Regions from separate parts of the Gossypium hirsutum genome. Here region 2 is linked to region 1. A link is a contact called in public Hi-C data. All regions are on one chromosome and are shown on one strand. The core of a region is the stretch at or near the end of the contact, and the rest is flanking DNA. Distances in the headings are between cores, read along the strand shown. Region 1 has its middle 3.0 kb from the start of LOC107890432. Region 2 holds the start of LOC107891965 (heavy metal-associated isoprenylated plant protein 32).

Evidence for each region. A called contact is a pair of places that touch in the nucleus more often than the background predicts.
Region 2: a Hi-C map of leaf shows a contact between it and region 1, with 2.6 times the contacts expected there. The contact joins the promoter of LOC107891965 here to the enhancer-like site in region 1. A contact is called at or near these places in 12 of 34 Hi-C or Micro-C datasets (callus, leaf, petal and 1 more).

Annotation. Positions count from the first base shown.
Region 1 is chrD09:27,952,313-27,955,441 of Gossypium_hirsutum_v2.1, reverse strand. No RefSeq gene overlaps it. Among protein-coding and RNA genes, the nearest start is that of LOC107890432, 3.0 kb to the right of the region's middle. Within about 2 kb of position 1,286, at least 6 of the 9 cell types and tissues checked have an H3K27ac peak or open chromatin away from gene starts, as enhancers often do.
Region 2 is chrD09:28,257,619-28,260,649 of Gossypium_hirsutum_v2.1, reverse strand. LOC107891965 (heavy metal-associated isoprenylated plant protein 32) reads left to right here and starts at 1,437. Exons shown (of 3, transcript XM_016816900.2): 1 at 1,437-1,938; 2 at 2,055-2,130; 3 at 2,219-3,031. The coding sequence starts at 1,909.

The sequences.
Region 1 (3,129 bases), core at 37-2,536:
AAAAACTAGAAATTAGGCTATAAGTATAGGAAAAAATTAAAAACACTAATAAATCTAAAAACAAATATTTGTATATAGCAGTACCTATTAAAATTGGTATAACAATCGATACAGTGCTGATAACTTTGGTACTGGTTGTTTATATACAAATATAAAATTATTAATTATTAATTATGTTAAATAATATAATTTGATGATTATATTTTATTTTAATGCAAGCAAAAAAATGATTAGCAAAAAAATTCTTTAAAAATAAAAAAATTTCTATAAAAATTTAAAATTATAATTATGTGAAAATTAATAAAATCGTAGTCTTAAAAAATTAAAAAAATTGAGTTAGGTTAAAATTCAAAAATTATAAAAATATTGAAATAACAAAAAGTTCTTTAAAAATTTCAGAAATTTTGCTATTTTAATTTTTTTAAATTATTAAAAATATTTTTAAAACTATAATTATGTATGTTGATTGAGATTTAGCTCAATTTTACTTCTCGAAAGTGTTTTTGGGCTAATTTTATCTAAAAAGTACTTTTGAAAAGCTTAAAAGTATTTTGTTTAACAATACTTTCATCAATGTTAAATTGGTCTTGAGTTTTAACTTAATTGGTATGACTATTGTTGTCAATGCAGGATGGTGTGAGTTTGAGTATATTGAAGTCCATTATCCTCTTATTTATAGATTAAAAAGAAACTAAAAATAGTGATCAAAATATATAATGAGTAATTATGTAAAAAAATTAAAATTTCATAAAATCTTAGAAAAAGAACCTTCCAAGCCCTTTCACTTTGTAAGAAAATCCTCTCTTTTCCAGCCCATCGCATCAATAAAAATGGTTAAATTTTGTACAGATTTTACTTCAGCCAAAAGAATTATTGATTTATTGTTCGACACTGCATCAAAATATAGTAAATTTCTGAGGTGAAAATAAATTAAAAACAAAAAAAGTTACCATATTCTAATCAATTAAAAGTTCAAGATAAAGAAGATTTAGGTTAACAAATCAATGGAACTTTAAGTTATTAGATAATTAAAAATAGGCAAAAAAAAAAATATCAGCACTTCCCAATAAGTAACTCAAAAATTAACATCGGAATTAAAAAAATAATAATTACCTGAAAGGTCTCAAGCAATGGCGACGACTTGTTGTTTCAGAGGCTCAAGGATGTTGTTTGATTTTTTGCCAGTCTCCATTTTCTTTACATGGATATACATGTACGTTGATGTCACTGTAAAAAAAACAAAAACCATTCTCATTTCATTTGTCCGCTGTGGGTTGAAGTGATAGAGGACAAAGCTTGAACGGTGGTCCTGTTTTCGACCGGAGAGGATGTCGGCATGGTGGTTCAAGTGGCGGAAATGGGGTTGAAAGCAGAAAGGTTGCTTTTTCAGAAAGTTCAAAGGTTTGAAAGGTTGTTTTTAGAATTTTGTGAAATTTTCAATTTTTTACGTAATTATAGTTTTAAAAACATTTTTTATAATTTCAAAAATAAAATAACAAAATTTCAGAGTTTTTAAAAGAATTTTTTGATATTTTTACAATTTTTGAAATTTAACCTACTCAACTTAGGTTAATTTTTTTAAGGATTTTATGATTTTTTTTATTACATAACTATAATTTAAAAAAAATAAAATTTATAGATTTAGAAAATAAATAAATTTCTGAATTTTTAAAGAATTTGTAGATAATTTTAAAATTTTAGATAATTATTTTTCAAAATTATGATTAAAAAATGTTATAAAGATAAAATTAAATATTTCAATTATAGTTCATAAGTTAAGTTAGATATTAACCTTTAAACTAACACGTCACGATATTTTTTTCGGTTAAGATTATAATCGTTATAATTTTAAGGAAAAAATCATCAAAGTATTACAATTCGATAACATTAATGATGAAAATGAAATTTTAACTGAGTTTAGCCATAAATTAGGTTGTGTGGTTTTTTGAGGGGTCATCAGTTAGGTTGTTGATTATGTAATCCTCAATCTAATCTAAAAGAGATTCCTTGAAGCAAATAAACAAAGAGAGTTGTTAGCCGGAACACTTGAGCCGAGCCGAGCCGAGCCGAGCCATTTCATGGAAACGGTGAAAATAATAAAAATAAAAATAAAGGAGAAGATTGGGAGAGAAGGGTGAAGAAAAAAGATAACGGAAGCTTGTAAACGGCGAAATTTGTCGGTTAGCCTGTTAGAAGAGCGCGGGAATCTTTTTCCATTTATTTTTTATTTTTTATTTTTTATTTTTTATTTTTTGTATTATTATTAAGGGAAGTACGGAAGGTGTTTAAAATAAGAAAAAGGTTAAGATGTGGGTCCCACAAAAGAAATCCAGACGCCTCCACGCTTCATTATTACTACTTCCTTCTTATCTCCCTTTTCTAGTGTATGAATTTAAGTTGAATTTTGCTTTTTATTTTAACAAATTTTATATTAAGTTTTGAAATTTCAATTTACATGAATAAATTTTTTAATAAATCCTATAAAATTTTTAAAAATGTATAAATTAATTATATTTTACTCATAATAAAAAATTAAATTTATATTGATGTAAGTGATTTCAACTTACCATTACAAAAATTAAGGGATAAGAAAATAAAGAAAAGGTGAATTCTAGTTAGGGGTGAGCATTCGATTGAATCGAATCGAAAATTTTCGAGTTAATCGAGTTTTCGAATCTCATTTTATCATCCTAACTTTATTTGAAGTTTTCTCGAATCGAGTCGAGTGAGATGGAATTCGAATCGAATCGAATCGAATATATTTGTTCGAGTTAAATTTTAAAAAATAATTTTGGATCCTTGTAACCACTGTCACCCATCATAATAAAATTTGTCCACCTTAATGAAATTTTTATTAACTTTCATCACCTCATAATTTATTTATTAATTTTTTATATATTGGTTAGCTTTTTTGCTTGCTTAGTTGTTTCAATTATCTTCAGATTCTTGTCACTATGTATTTTGGAATTAAAAAATATATTAAATGTAAAAATATGATTTTTTAATAAAATTTATTTTAAAAATAATATGTGAAATTGATACCAATATAAAATTTTAAGACGAATATTGTATGGCATAATTAATAATTCAATTTTAATATAAATATTCAATATGACTAAACAATTCAAT
Region 2 (3,031 bases), core at 188-2,687, 310 kb before region 1:
ATATATACCTACATAGTTTTTTTTTGTATTTTAAATCTTTTAAAATTCATACATGCGTTTTTAAAACTTTTATAATTTTATTCATTTCTTTATTATTATTATTGTTTTACTTTATGTTTATCTATTTATTTATGTGTCCATTATTATTTTTTTTAAAAAATGTTTTAGTTTTTTTTATTTTGTTTATTTACTTGTTATTGTATATAATTGATTTTTATATATTTATTTTTGTTATCTTCGCTCGTATTATTTTTACTCGCATTATCGTAATTGTTATTCCGTCACATCAATTTTTACCCGAATTCGTAAAAAAGGAAAATTTTGGAAACAAAAGCAATACTCGATACTTGGGATCTTCGAGAGAATTGGGCCCTAACGTGCTGGGTTCTAATTTTCTGTTGAATCTAAATGCTCGAGAATGCTCTCTAATAAAAAACATAAATAAAAACTCATTATCGGGATTTCAATATGTTGTGTCCTAACGCATTGGATATGACACGTGGTTTTCTCGATATGAGGATTTTTCGAAAGTAAAGGCATATTCCGTATTTAGAAAATTCGAGAAAATCATGCCCTAACTTACTGAGATTCGATTTTTCTCGTTGGTTTTAAGTAATCGAATATCCTTTTAAAATTAAAATAAATGAGGTTTAAATAAAAAATAAAAGGAAAGCTTACTCTCAAAAAATACAAGGTGTCGTGTCCTAACTTACTGGATGTGACATCTTGTTAATTCGAGATAAGAAGGCATTTTTCATTTTGACTTATCCAAGTAATTTTTTTTTAAAAAAAATAACGCAATATAAAGAAGGATCTTATTTTTAAATTCTTTTCGAGTTTTTAATTTTCGACATAAAGACATTAAATAATCAACTAAGGTACCAATTTTGGGCGTGTCGAGGGTGCTAATCCTTCCTCGTGCGTAACCGACTCCCGAACCTTTTTCTGAATTTCGTAGACCAAAATCGTTGTTTTCATAAAATTAAATCATTTATTAAAAAACAACCACTTTTTGAGGTGACCCGATCACACCTCATCAAAAAAAGGATTGGTGGCGACTCCCGTTTTCATTCTTTTTTTCAAAATCTAAGTCGACCCCGTTTCCATCCAAAAAATGGTGTGAACATAGATAATTTTCGAATCTCTTCCATCAACTTATTACTCGTTAGAAGTTTTGATATAAAAATTAAATTTTTACAATTCAAAGAGTTTAATTATTTGACGAAAATCCTTTTAATTAAAAAATAAGAAAATAATTAAAATAAACTCGAATCTAAGGAGGATAGGGAAGCGTATGGCAAGGAGTTCATTCACATCTGTGATCTTTGTACACTCCATATATTATTTTGGACCCACCAAAATCCAATCCCCCTCTTACGGTGAAAATTGTGAAATCACCAAAAGCCTCAAATTTTTTTTATTTATTTTCTTGTTCATACAAAGCCAATACCAAAGCCAAAAGCCAAAGCTCAAGCCAAGCCTAAACCCCATTTTACAAAAAAAAAAAACAAAAATCACTCTATCTTCTTTCTGGTAAAATTTCAACATATATAAATATATCAATAAATAAAGATCCAAAAGATAGAGTGAAGCTTTGCTTTGCTTTGCCTGCTGTTGCCGTTGCCATTGCCATTGCCATTGCCATTGCCGGCACTCTCTCTTTCTTGCCTTTTAGCAGAGTCTTTGCTTTGCTTATTAACATATATTCTCTTTCTTCTTCTTCTTCTCCGGCTCTCATTCTTTCTTCTTCTGTTAAACAAACCCATATACTAAGTCTTTTTTGGGATTTGTTGTAAATTTCTATCATTTCTTCTGTTTTTTCTTCAGATCTGTTACCAACCCTTTTTTTTCCTCTTTCATTCTCGTTGTTTTTGTTTGTGTATTTGAGATTAGAAAAGAACAAAAAAAATGAGTAAAGAAGAGTTTATGAAGATCCAAGTATTTTCTCTCTCTTTTTCTCTCTCATTTTTTGTTTCTCTATTTTTTTTTGGTTAAAGATTATACCTTTACTTCGTTTCTACTCAAAAAATCTTTTTTTTTTTGCTTGTTTGCAGACTTGTGTCCTCAAGGTTAACATACACTGTGATGGATGTAAGCACAAAGTGAAGAAAATCTTACAAAAGATTGAAGGTATTTCTTCATTTTTTGGGACATTAATTTGTTTTCATGTTTCAGACTTTAAAGTTGAGTTTTTTGGGTTTTATTTTTGTTTTGTCAGGGGTTTTTAAGACTACCATAGATTCTGAGCAAGGTAAGGTAACAGTGTTGGGAAATGTAGATCCTAATGTTCTAATAAGAAAGCTTGCAAAATCAGGGAAGCATGCAGAGCCTTGGGGTTCTGCAAAAGCTAACAACAATCAAGCTCATCTTGCCAACCAGTTCAAGAACATGCAGATGCTTGATAATGGCAACAAAGGTGGAAACAACAACAACAAGAACAACAACCAAAACAACAACAAGGGTGGTCAGAAAGGGAACAACAACAACAATAACCAGCCGAAAGGTGGTCAGCCGACACCTCAACAGTTGCACCAGCATCTTCAACAGGTTCAACAAATGAAAGGGTTCCAAGATCTGAAGCTGCCTCAGTTGAAGGACATGAAAATGGGTCCTAATCCCAACCAACTCCAAAACAACAAAGCTGTCAAGTTTGCTGAAGAGGAAGATTTCAGTGATGATGATTATGATGATGATGACTTGGATAATGATTGTGATCTTGATGATGATGATTTTGATGATGGCGATGAGTTGGATGATCCTCGTCATCCATTTCACAAGATGAAGGCTATGATGGGGAATAATGCTCCTCCTAAAGGAATGCCCAACAACATGGTGATGTTGAATGGCATGATGAATGGTAATCTTCCTCAGCTTATGAATCCCCAAAAGGGTCCTCAAAATGCTGCTCCTAATGGTGGGGGTAATGGTAAGAAAGGTGGTAACGGTGGGGGTGGTGGTATGCCTGTTGGTGGTGGTAACAATGAGGGTAAAAATGGGAATGGAGGTAAGAAAGGTGGTGGTGCTGGAGGGA